2 separate regions of the Mus musculus genome follow, and region 2 is linked to region 1. The links are chromatin contacts, called in public Hi-C maps. All regions are on one chromosome and are shown on one strand. The core of a region is the stretch at or near the end of the contact, and the rest is flanking DNA. Distances in the headings are between cores, read along the strand shown. Region 1 holds the start of Atp10a (ATPase, class V, type 10A). Region 2 overlaps Atp10a (ATPase, class V, type 10A).

What was found. Hi-C and Micro-C count contacts between places; a contact is called where the count stands out from the background.
Region 2: a Hi-C map of muscle stem cells shows a contact between it and region 1, with 3 times the contacts expected there. The contact joins the enhancer-like site here to the promoter of Atp10a in region 1. A contact is called at or near these places in 3 of 39 promoter capture datasets (the 3T3-L1 cell line, pre-B cells and second pharyngeal arch cranial neural crest), 1 of 484 Hi-C or Micro-C datasets (muscle stem cells), 2 of 115 datasets of contacts at active chromatin or transcription factors (effector CD8 T cells and pancreatic cancer cells) and 3 of 9 other capture datasets (adipose tissue, liver and pancreatic islet).

Annotation. Positions count from the first base shown.
Region 1 is chr7:58,655,727-58,661,310 of GRCm38.p6, reverse strand. It overlaps Atp10a (ATPase, class V, type 10A), which reads right to left and starts at 3,109. Exons shown (of 21, transcript NM_009728.2): 1 at 2,396-3,109. The coding sequence starts at 2,856.
Region 2 is chr7:58,799,233-58,805,158 of GRCm38.p6, reverse strand. It overlaps Atp10a (ATPase, class V, type 10A), which reads right to left. Exons shown (of 21, transcript NM_009728.2): 11 at 1,592-1,695; 12 at 1,364-1,490. Among named protein-coding and RNA genes, the nearest start is that of Gm39019, 71 kb to the right of the region's middle. Within about 2 kb of position 3,163, at least 75 of the 459 cell types and tissues checked have an H3K27ac peak or open chromatin away from gene starts, as enhancers often do. A contact at or near this core is called in muscle stem cells and pancreatic cancer cells, where this site is marked.

The sequences.
Region 1 (5,584 bases), core at 1,860-4,359:
CCATAGCCCTTCCCATCCACGTCATCATGTCTGGTGACTAGCCAATGAGCGCCTCTCCAGAGCAAGCACCGGGCCTTACGCAAATGTGGGCCATCACATAAGCATCACATCTTTGCTATTTCATACTCATTCCTGGGCCTATTCCCAAATCTGCTAAGCCTAACACATTGAAGATGTGATACTTTAGAAAAAAAAAAAAAGTGCCAGTGGTTCTTACAAAAAGTCTAAAAACCGCAAGCATAGGAATGTGAGAAACCTGTTTGAGGCTCAGACCACTCTGCAGTAGCTACAAGTTACTTAACCTCTCAGAACCTTAACACTGCTCAGGCAGTCAAAACATTCAAGTTGACCTAGGCAACACAACATGGACCCATATCAAAAACAAAACAGAAAACTCTCGTATAGAGAAAAGGATGTCCAGTCCTCTAAGTTATCCCAAGGGATAAGTTCAACATCATCACTCATATGTTCAAGGCTCAACTTGCCACTGAAAAGCAGGGCTTCTTAGGGTGTTTTCAGGCATGGTGAAAACTGAACATGAGCTGGGGCAGTGGTGGCGCACACCTTTAATCCCAGCACTCGGGAGGCAGAGGCAGGCGGATTTCTGAGTTCGAGGCCAGCCTGGTCTACAAAGTAAGTTCCAGGACAGCCAGGACTATACAGAGAAACCCAGTCTCGAAAAAAGAAAAAAAAAAAAAAAACTGAACATGAAGAATATCATCCAACTAGGAAGCCATGTCCAACAAGGTAAGCCAGAGACAAACAATGAACTGAACTACAAATGATGGCCAAGACATCATTTTCTTCAGGGGTGCTCCAGCTGATGAACAGAGAGCTCCAAAGGTGATCTACCTCCATGTGGATATCCAGGTGGGGAATAAAGGGAGAAAGTTCACCAGGAAACCCTGGCTCACATCAGAGCCTTGGGGTTCTGAGAGATGACTTCCATCAGAAGGAAGTAACTCTCAGGTCACCAACCTGGGAAGCAGCCCCTCAAGGTCTCTTTTCCACTGGAAACAAGTTTTGGCCAGAGGGGGATAGTGGTGGCCCACACCCTTAACCCCAGCACTCAGGAGGCAGAGGAAGGTAGATCTCTGAATTAGAAGCCAGCCTGGCCTACTGAGTGAGTTGTGGGTCAGACAGGGTTACATAAAGAAATTGTCTCAGAAAACAAAACAAAAAACAAAAAACAAAAAAAAAAAGAAGAAGAAGGAAGGAGAAGCTGCTGGTCCCTGTGGTTGAATTAGGGAAAACCTGGAAGAAGCTGAGGAAGAGGGCTACCCTGTAGGAGGACTAGAAGTCCCAATTTCCCAATTAACTTGGACCCCCGAGATCTTTCAGACACTGGACCACCAACCAGGCAGCCTACACCAGCTGATATGAGGCCCCCAACACATATACAGCAGAGGACTGCTGGGTCTGGGTTCAATCAGAAAAGATGCACTTAACCCTCAAGAGACTGGAAGGCCCCATGAAATTTAGAGGTCTGGTGGGGTGAGGGGTGGGGACATCCTTGTGGAGAAAGGGTGGGAGAAGGTATGGGATGTGGAAAAGTCGAAGGGTAACCAGGAGGGGAATAAAATCTGGAGTGAAAAATAAATTAATTAACTAATTAATTTTAAAAAGAACTAATGAAAGAGAAAAAGAGAGAGAAGGAAAGAAAGAGAAAGGAAAAAGAGGGGGGGTGGAAGGAAGGAAGGAAGGAAGGAAGGAAGGAAGGAAAGAAGGAAGGAAGGAAAAGATGGCTCGTGGCATGTCCCAGCACTGGGGAAACTAAGGAAGGAAGCTCATCACTAGGTCATCACCCTGAGCTACATTGAGATCCTATCTCAAAAACACTGCAGCAAGGTGGAGAAAGAAGAAGCCTAAGAAAAGGAGAGGCAAAGGAGGACAGAGGGAGAGAGAGGGGCACCGGCAGGGTCAGGGAGAAGGAGCAAGGAGACTAAAAAATGGTACCCAGACTGTGGCGGGATCATAGCTAACTTAAATGGATGGACTGTTGTTTTTGCCTGACCTTCAATCTAATCTGTGCCCGATGAATCAGAACTTTTTGTCCCAAAACATCTATTATCTAAGACCAAGCTATAAATTCCTGTGTGTTAAATGCCATGGTGACTTGGCCAAGGATTGAGGCCAGGACTTCAGGTGATCATATTCTAGGCATAGGGTAAGGGCAGATGTGGATGAAACTAAACACGTGCAACCAGATGCCAACCATTGGTTCGTTCTAGTTTAGAAATTAAGTTTAGTGCTAATCTGGAACAGGGGACCTGTGTGCACCCCTGCATCTTTGAGGATGAATGATTTTCACCTGGCCCAGGCTACTCCGCGGGCCATCCTGGACTCGTGCAAGTCACACTCAACACCCTTTTTTCGGATGCTCAGTTTGGCTCACCTGCTGAAGACAAGGCAGCCCAGGTGGTTGATTTCATGGTCCGAGCGGTGTCGGCTGTAGTCCTCCCACAGGTCTTTGATGGCTGTGACCGCCAGAATGAAGAGCACAGGCGCCAGTGCCAGGCCCGGCTGGAAGGCGTTCACAGCCGGCACAAAGTTGAGCAGCGCGATGAAGACGAAGTACACATTGGCTAGGCGGTGGAACTGCTCGAAGAGATTCTTGGGCAAGAAGGACAGCAGCGTGTACTTGGTGGTCTTGAGGCGGTTGTCGGCCAGGTGCTGGATGCAGCCGCGCATCAGCAGCCGCTCGCCCTTGGGGGCTCCGATCGTGGAGTCCTCGGTGCCCAGAGGCGGTAGCAGGTTGGAGCGCACCGTGCGCGTCCTGCCCTCCCAGCGCCTTCTTCGCGGCCGCCGCCATCCCGAGGATGCGGACTCTTCGGCCGCCGGGAGCTCCCGCTCCATGGCCGCGTGTCGCCGCGCCCGGCTCCTCTGCCGCTCGCGCCAGCCTCCTAGGTGATCATCGCCCGCCGCCCGGGCGCGGCAGCGCGGACTCCCCTCCTGCGGGACGCACAGACACCACAGTCAGCGTGCCGAGCCCCGCCCAGCCCGCGCAGCCTGTCCAGACTTCCAGGTCTACTAGTCCCCGCGGGCAGGAGGTCGCGGGCCGGCTCGGCGCTCTTCCCCTCGCAGTCCCCTCCCGCCACCCAGGCGGCCTGGGCGGTTTCCGCCGAGGTGGCTCCTCTGCCCCGCCCTCACTCAGCGCCCAGATTCAGATTGGGCGGATAGCGGGAAACAAAAAGAGCCCGCGCTGGAAACTTTAGAGAGCTTTACTTTCGTTTCTCTGAGGCATCCAGTTTAGTCCCAGAGAGTTTGCAAACTCACTGTGCCACTAAGAGAGGAAGACTGAGTATCAGTTCGCCCCATCCCCTCCTAGCCCGCGCGCTCTAACTAGAGCAGACAGACTTGATCCAGGACCAGGAAATGTTGTCTGGAGAGCTGGTTTAGGACCTCCTCAAGGCTGGGTCATTTGAAGTTAAACCCAGAATCCTTAGTATACCGATTTTCCAGTTTCCAAATTATGTTTTGAAAAGCGCATTGCCACCTAAGTACTCTCCATAAAGTCACTATTTCTGTCCCCCCCCCCAAAAAAAAACAAAACAAAAAAAAAAACAAAAAAACACCCTACCCTCCAGCTTGCACTTACTTTCAGATATAATTTTTTGGTGAACTGGAAATTTTCTTTTTCTAGAATTACCTTCAACATTCTTTGTTCCCCAAATAGGACTTTTTTTTAAATTTCTTCATAGAAGAGAAGATTATAATATAGATCCAAAGAAACATTTGGGTCACTGTTTCCCTGCCTGGTAAACAAGGACTGAGATTCCCTAGGGCAGTTTTGTTCTAGAGATCTAGAAAAAGACTGGGCAGAGAGGGAGCCTGATGGGCAGCTGAGGGAATGTGAGCAAAGGGTTCCTTTCCTGTTGATGGGAGAGAGGAGTTTACATACATTGAATATTGGGAAATTGAAGGTGACTTTGGAAGGAGCTGGGAAGCATACTACAGGTGAAGTAGGGGCCCACAACTTCCACTCCGTGTGCCTCTTTACAGATACAGAGATGAGAAATGGGGATATTTGTGGTCTAGGAGAGCATGGCTGGCAAATAAATGAGAAATAACTTTGGGGTACTTTGTGTTCAGATTTGAGGACCTTAGCCTCTTCCTTTAACAGGCTAGTCCTTCCTTTCTCTCCCTACCTCAGCACCATTTGCTAGCTTTGGGTACTTCCTCTGAGGGTCCTGATCTGGCTTTACTGAAAAATCACTTGTCTTTTCCTATCCCTCTTTTTGGGTGTCCAACCTTGTGCTCCTTGGTTCACATGCTACCCAGCTATTGGAGGTTATCATCCTTGACCAAGCCCATAGTAGTCAATAGAATCCAGCATTAGAAGAGTAAAGTAACAGCTACGGAAGGAAGGAAGGAAGGAAGGAAGGAAGGAAGGAAGGAAGGAAGGAAGGAAGGAAGGAAAGGAGGGAGGGAGGGAGGGAGGGAAGAGAGAAGGAATGAAAGGGAAGAGGAGAGGAGAGGAGAGGAGAGGAGAGGAGAGGAGAGGGGAAGGGAAGGGAAGGGAAGAGAGAGAAGAGAAGAGAAGAGAAGAGAAGAGAAGAGAAGAGAAGAGAAGAGAAGAGAAGAGAAGAGAAGAGAAGAGAAAATTTCCCTCCCTATCAAATATCCACTCCCAGTAAGAGGTTCAAATTTGAAGGGTGAAACCAAGATAAGAAAAACATTGGGCTAAAGTGTCTGCATTTCCCCCAAAAGAACTCTCATCTCAGGGTTGACAATCCTAAGCCAAAGATTAGGAGAAAATCCAGTCTTTAACACCTGACTCTGCTTTCAACTCCATCATCTAACCTAGTGGAGTTCCAGGTCGGCCAGTTCCTTCATTCCTTGGCGGTCGCTTGTCTTTACAGATATTCCAGGATTGCCCCACAGCCTTCAAGTCAGTTGACCCCCTTTTAAGATCTGTGCTTCATTCAGTCCCCACTGTCAATGTAGTCACATGAGCACTTTATTTCATTTCCTTACCCTCAAGCTCCTAGGAATCCCCCGTTGCTTTCAAAGTCAAATGCTGACTCCTCAGGCAAAGGTCCCTTGAGGACCTCGGGGAACTGGCACCAGATGCTTTAACTCTGCACCTTCTAGTCCCTGCCAACCCCAGGGTGAGAGGCCTCCTTACCCTTCTCAGAACAGACCGTGTCCCCCCGTCTACATTCCATGCTAAGATTCCAAGATTCTGTGAGTCACACTACCCCACCAGTCTGGAATCTTCTCTCACATACTCTTAACCAATCCAAATTCAGTATTTCTAGTTGGTCTTAGCTCATCTTACACACACATACACGCATGCATGCATGCACATACACATGTACACAATCCCAGGTTTTGTGGGACTTTTGAGCTTAGATGTTGCCCACCAGACGAATGCATAGACTTTAGGCTTACTTGACAAGAAACAAGGCTGTGACGTAGCCTGGCCAATGCTTGCCCCTCAAATCTCTGTACTTTTTTAATGGCACCTGGGTTCTGGGTCCTGGGTCCTGGGAAGATCACTGAACCCATCTTGTCCAGTAAGCCTCTTTTCATCACTGGTATTTACCCTGGCATTGTTGTGGGCAGCAGGAATGAGAAGGAA
Region 2 (5,926 bases), core at 1,914-4,413, 140 kb before region 1:
GGAATAGATTCTATCTGCATTGTAAACTTCACTCTATCTGAGAACTTAGCACCATCCAGGAGAAATGCCACTTCATCACTCACCCACCTCAGCCATGGAGGGGTAGTGCCTGGGAGCAAAGAGGTTGAGCAGGTGGTCTAGAAGTATCAGCAGGGCAACCTCCCTCTTCTCACTCTAGCCATCAATAAAGAACATTCCAGAACTTCCCTTTCTGGGTTTTTATGCTGTTTGATTTGATTTTTTTTTTTTCAGACTAGGCTCCTCTATTTATCTCAGGCTGATGCCACATTCACATCCTATAGCCTGTACCTCCTCATCTAGGACTTAACAGGTATGCCCCACCTTAACTGCCTGTTGATTGCTTTCTGAAGACAGTGGTCTCACTATGAGAGCAATCCCAATTCAGTAATCAAGCCAGGGGCGTAAAATAGGCAGACACACTTGTGAGGACCTTCATTTAATGTACTAGAGATAGTATTCACTATGTCTCTGGGTTCCAAACCCTGAAGATTCCTGAATAGGATATGGTCTGTCAGACAAAGTCTGTGATGGTATTTTATCTAGAGCACATCATGCTATTAAATATTAACAGTAACTACTATAGACACATCATGCTATTAAATATTAATAGTAACTATTGTAAAAGGCATGTATATATAGAAATATATATAGATTCTTAACTCCTTTGCTCAGAAAATGAGGACAAGGGAATGCATCCTTTGTTAAACAAGAAAAGGTGAGTTCTCTGGAGCTGTGTGCAAGCCCAGTGGAAATTTAGTAACATCTAAGTTTAGTTGCGGTGTGAGCACACATCACATACACAACTGTGGGACACTCAGCCGAACTTATTCACTATTTTAATATAAAATGTTAAACCACTGAAAAATTAAATATTAAAATAGGTACTAAAGAAATAAATACCTTAACGTCTTCCTAATAACTAATTAGATTTTATTAGAATTAAATAGGGACAAAGGAGAAAATAAGAGTCATCTTCTTTTCATTCCAAATGAATCTGAAATATTTATGAGATGCAAAACTCAGTATTTCCATGAATGTTCACATAGATTAGCAGGGGGTTGAAATCTTTTCAACTATATATGGTTAAAAAAGGCTCGCTCCTCGTAGCCATTTTGATTGGATAGTGAGGCTTAAAGGAGGTAAGGAGTTCATATGTGTGGCCCATGGAAAAAGCCTACAGAATGTGTTCCTTCCAATGTGGAATAAGCTAGCTTCAGGCCAAGTGGTTCCTCAGACAAGGCCAGGACAGTCCAGAGCAAGAGGAGCAGCCATGTCACTAGTCACTCGAGAACCCCTGCAACCAGCACTACTCAATACAACAGGCACCTGGAAAGCTAATTACCCAGCAGGTGCAAGTTCGTCTCCAGGCGAACGGCAGACTGGAAGAGGAGCTCCTCACGGCTCTCCACAGACGCCTCGGCTTCTATGTGGCTCTGCAACCAGCAGGCATACTCTTCTTTGCTCAGAACCTATGGAGACACACTGTTGAATGCTGCGCTGGGTGCTGTGCATGGGAGGCTGGGGAGGGCAGTTGCTAGTATGTGCCCTCATGAAGGAGGCCCTCACTTACCCTCTTGGCAATGCACAGGGTGCGCAGGCCTTCTACTGCATAAAGATTGAGGTAATTCTGTGTTTTACTCCGGATCTTTTTCTGGTGCCTTCCTCTGGCGTCATCTAGGTCAGAGTACAAGAAGAATCAGTAAGAGCAGCCCAGCTGAGTGCCCCCATGAGGTTTTCCTGGTGCCCGTCATATTGATTACAAACAGCGTGCAAATGTCATAGAGCTCAAAATCAGCCAGCTGTTACTTTAATAAGGGAATCTCATCAAAACACAAGTTTAGGGTTGTTTATAAAATCATTTGAGAAGCACAAGAGAACAAAATTTTATCAAAAGTGACTTGACATGGTTTTTGTAAAGTCTACTAAATAGAGGAGTATACTAACTTATTTATGAAAAGAACTTCAAAGTCTCATTTCTCTCCCCAAAACATTCCCCACTGGTGAGAAAAGATGTCCAAGTATTGCATATGTCATATTTTTACTAAACACACACACACACACACACTGAATTTGAAATTTAAGTGGAACTGTATTTTCTCCCTCGGCAATTCTGAACCATAAGGCCGCTGAACCCAAGAAGTCTTGTCTACTATTCAAGTTCACCTCGAGACAAGCTGGATGTGGCCAGCAATGCAAGAGTGTGACAAAGGATGCAAGAGGCGTCTGACAACTGGGGCAAAGTAAATAAATATAAATAAATAAATAAATAAATAAATAAACAAATAAATAAATAGAATTCTCAGTCTCGTGTATGAAGCAGAACATACATAAATTGTACCCTATGGCATGAAAATGTCTTGGCAGGCCAATTCCTTAAAGGTGGCCTCTTATAGTTAGTAGTGAACATGAAGTGTTGTCCTGGATCATTTAACTTTAATATTTAAATGAATGATAAGCTAATGTTTAATATTTAAATTAAAGACAAGTTCAAAGATATGCTCAGTTTGACTGCCTTATAGTGTTTTCTCATCACTGTTGCATGCTTCCTGAGTCTCTGGTCACTGATTCACTTTGAAATTAAAATGCAAATCACCCAAGCTCTTCCTTGGTCTCTGGAGAGGAGAGTGTGGATGGTTCAGAAGAGGATAATAATAAAAGGGCAGTGACTCTGATCAACCACAGTTATTGAAAAAACAAAACAACTACTTGAATGAAAGTAGGCTAAGTCATTCAAGACTTGAAATGGATGGAGATAAGGATGGCCCTAGGCATCCATTTCTGGGCTGGGCGGAAACCAAGATATAGATAGTGTCTGATATAAACGGGCAGCTACACTGCTTCACAAAACCTGCTCTCTGGCCTGCACTTAGCCCAGGCACAAGGACATAAGACTCTACCACATTTGGAGAAACCTTTTCTACACTATCAGGCAGCTCCCTATAAGAGACAGGCAGGGCCGTCAGAGGGAAAATAGTGCTGGGGCTTGAAGGACCTGTTTCTATGCTTGGATTGATCTATATATAATCTGGTAGAGGATGAAGGAGGTTGCAAAATACCCAAGCTCCACTGGAGCACACCGAAGATCTTGTAAGTCTAAGGAAATTCATTCTGGAGCAAGGGTATACATCACCCATTAGTCTTCTCATGTCTTGGACTGAAGCCAGGGTCTGCTGACTCAGGCTAAAGTTATAATATTCCCAATGCCTGTAATGTCATACTCATGCCAAAGCCTCCTTATCCCCCCCCCCATATTCTACAGCAATCTCTGGGGTTAGTTACCTACCTATTAATAGGGGGAAATTCTGTGTCTGGTGTTCAGCACCATAGATAATGGAACACCAGTATATTCAGAAGTGGGATGAAGGCTGCCAGTACCTACACTGCTTGTAGAGGGATCCACGCAGAAGGATGCTGAGACTGAGCCAGGGTGGGGCAGACAAGTGCCAGAGTGACAGCTCCTACCACCGTCTAGAATGATGGCCTACATGTTCACCAACTTTCAAATACAGAGGGATTGAGAGAGCAGGAACTGGCCAGATACTGGGAGACTGCTGTTGCTGCTCACAACCTGTGAGGCTCCCAATGGGGAATACAGTTTCTCTTCTTGATATCAATGTGTATTTTTTATAGAGTGTTAAGTGTTATTTCCTTTACACTTTTGGAATTATATTTTTCCAATAAAAATTATATTTTATTGAGAAACGGGGGAAATGTGATTCTCTGGTTGTTTATGAGAGAGAGAGAGAGAGAAAAGAGAATAAAAAGCTTAACTGCTGTAGTAGGTAGCAGCATGTGAGACCCTGCTGGGCAGAGGGCTACAGTGAATATGCTTTCTGTCCTTGCTCCCAGAGAAAGAAGGCCAGAGCAGACTGAATTCACTGTCTTAAAGTCTTTCTAAAGTGGTGACTCCACGAAACCACAGGCAAGGGCATCTTGAGGAGCGGTGACAGAGGAATAGAAGTCGGTGGCATACCGGGAATTGAGCCAGTGTGTACAGGGCTTCCTTTGAGGCAGGCATTGACACACAGAAAGTGAATGACTCACACAGGGTGGAAGAGCCAGGAAGTCCAGATGTGATGTTTGATTGAACAGAGGAATGTGAAGACTTGGGTGGCATGTTGCTACGCATCTCACACCCACTTGTTGTCACTTCCCACCGTGGCCAGCAAGACGAAAGGACTTGGCTATGTGCTGATATAATAGCCTCTCTTGCCCTGTCACATTCACTTCTGGTAAAGTGCCGTGAGCTCTTTGAAGAAAGCGTGTGTCTTTCATCCAGCAAAGAGACCTGGGTACCCTCCTACTGTCCTCATGTGTACACAGGTCAGGTGGCCTGTTGCTTCTTGGTTACTCCTAGCCATCTGTAACAAGTCTGTTCTTCTCCACACCTATCTTATCTTCTCAAACTAAAAGCTAAACAATTATGTAGATGGTCATGTGTCCAGGTGGGTGAGTTCACTGGAATTCCAGTGCTTTGCTACAGCTGCTCCTCCTGTTAGCTACAGTCTCAATCTTGACATGTGCAGTATACTTATACATCCTTCCTATCCAAAACAACTGCAATACTTCCCAGAGGAAGGTGGAGATCCACACAAACAGGTGATTTCTATTTGTTCTACTTGCCAGGTGGCACTTGGAGAATATAAGATACAACTGTCATCACCTAGGCCTTCCAGGCCTTCCAGTATGTAAGGAATTTGAGCTCTGTCCTTATCTGCTGGTATCTGCAGGTGGCAGGCTTCTTCCTGAGGCCTACCCTAGGGGGTGGACAGGACAAGGCGCATGGGTGCACAGCAACCCTGCATTGTGGCAGCATGACTTAGTGGAAGGGGTTGCAAAGCTCCCCAACCTTGACCTTAAAGCTGGTTCTGTTTATGCTTTGTAAATGGTAAATATTTTCTTCCTTTGCAGATGCTGCACAGGAGCAAAGCCGTGGGCACACTTAGTAGCCACCATCTCTGGGTACTCTGTTAATGTTCCCTCCTGTCCTTAGTGAGTGTCCTGACACTGCCCCAGATAATGCTCCTTCCCCTGTGACATATTAGGAGAAAATGAGGCATAAAATGGCAAGCAGTCCATCCTATTACATTTATTTTATTTAATGACATCTGTTTCTGAGATAGCCTTGGCTTTGGTTGATTTTAAAATGTCTTTTACACTACAAGAAGACCTATGGAGTCAACTAATCTGGACCCTTGGGGGCTCACAGAGACCAATACACCAACCAAAGAGCATGCAGGGGCTGGACCTAGGTCCCCGTACACATTTGTAGCATTTGTGCATGTTTGTCTACAATTGGAATGGGGTTGTCTCTGACTCTGTTGCCTGCCACTGGATCACCTTTCTAGAGCTGGGCTGCCTTGTCTATCCTCAGTGGGAGAGGAAGTGCCTCCAGCTATAACTTGAAATCCCAGGGCTGGTGGTACCCCAGAGGGGCTTCCCGTTCTCTGAGGAGAAGAGGAAGGGGTAGTTGGGGAAGGGGCTGTGATGGTGGGATAGGAGAAGAGGAGGACTGCAACTGGCATGTAAAGTGAATAAACAAACTAATGAATGAATGAATGAAAAAGAATAAAACGTGAAACAGTGGTGATGAAGTGTGGGTCCTTCAAAGCCCATGTATTAAAGGTTTGGTCCCACTGTTTTGGAGCAGGGTGAATGATGCCCACAACCTGAAGCTTGGTGGAAGTTCATTAGATCACCAGGAGTATGCTTTCAAAGGGGGTAAATAGTACCTGGACTGCACCCCCTTCCACTTTTGCTTCCTAGCCATGAGATAAGGAGTTTGTTCTAGTAGGTGAGCCTACAACAACAGCCTGCCTCATCACAATACTGGGATTAGTAGGGTCAAGCAACTGTGTATTAACATCTCTTAACTGTGATCCTCTCTATAGGCTGATATTTTCAG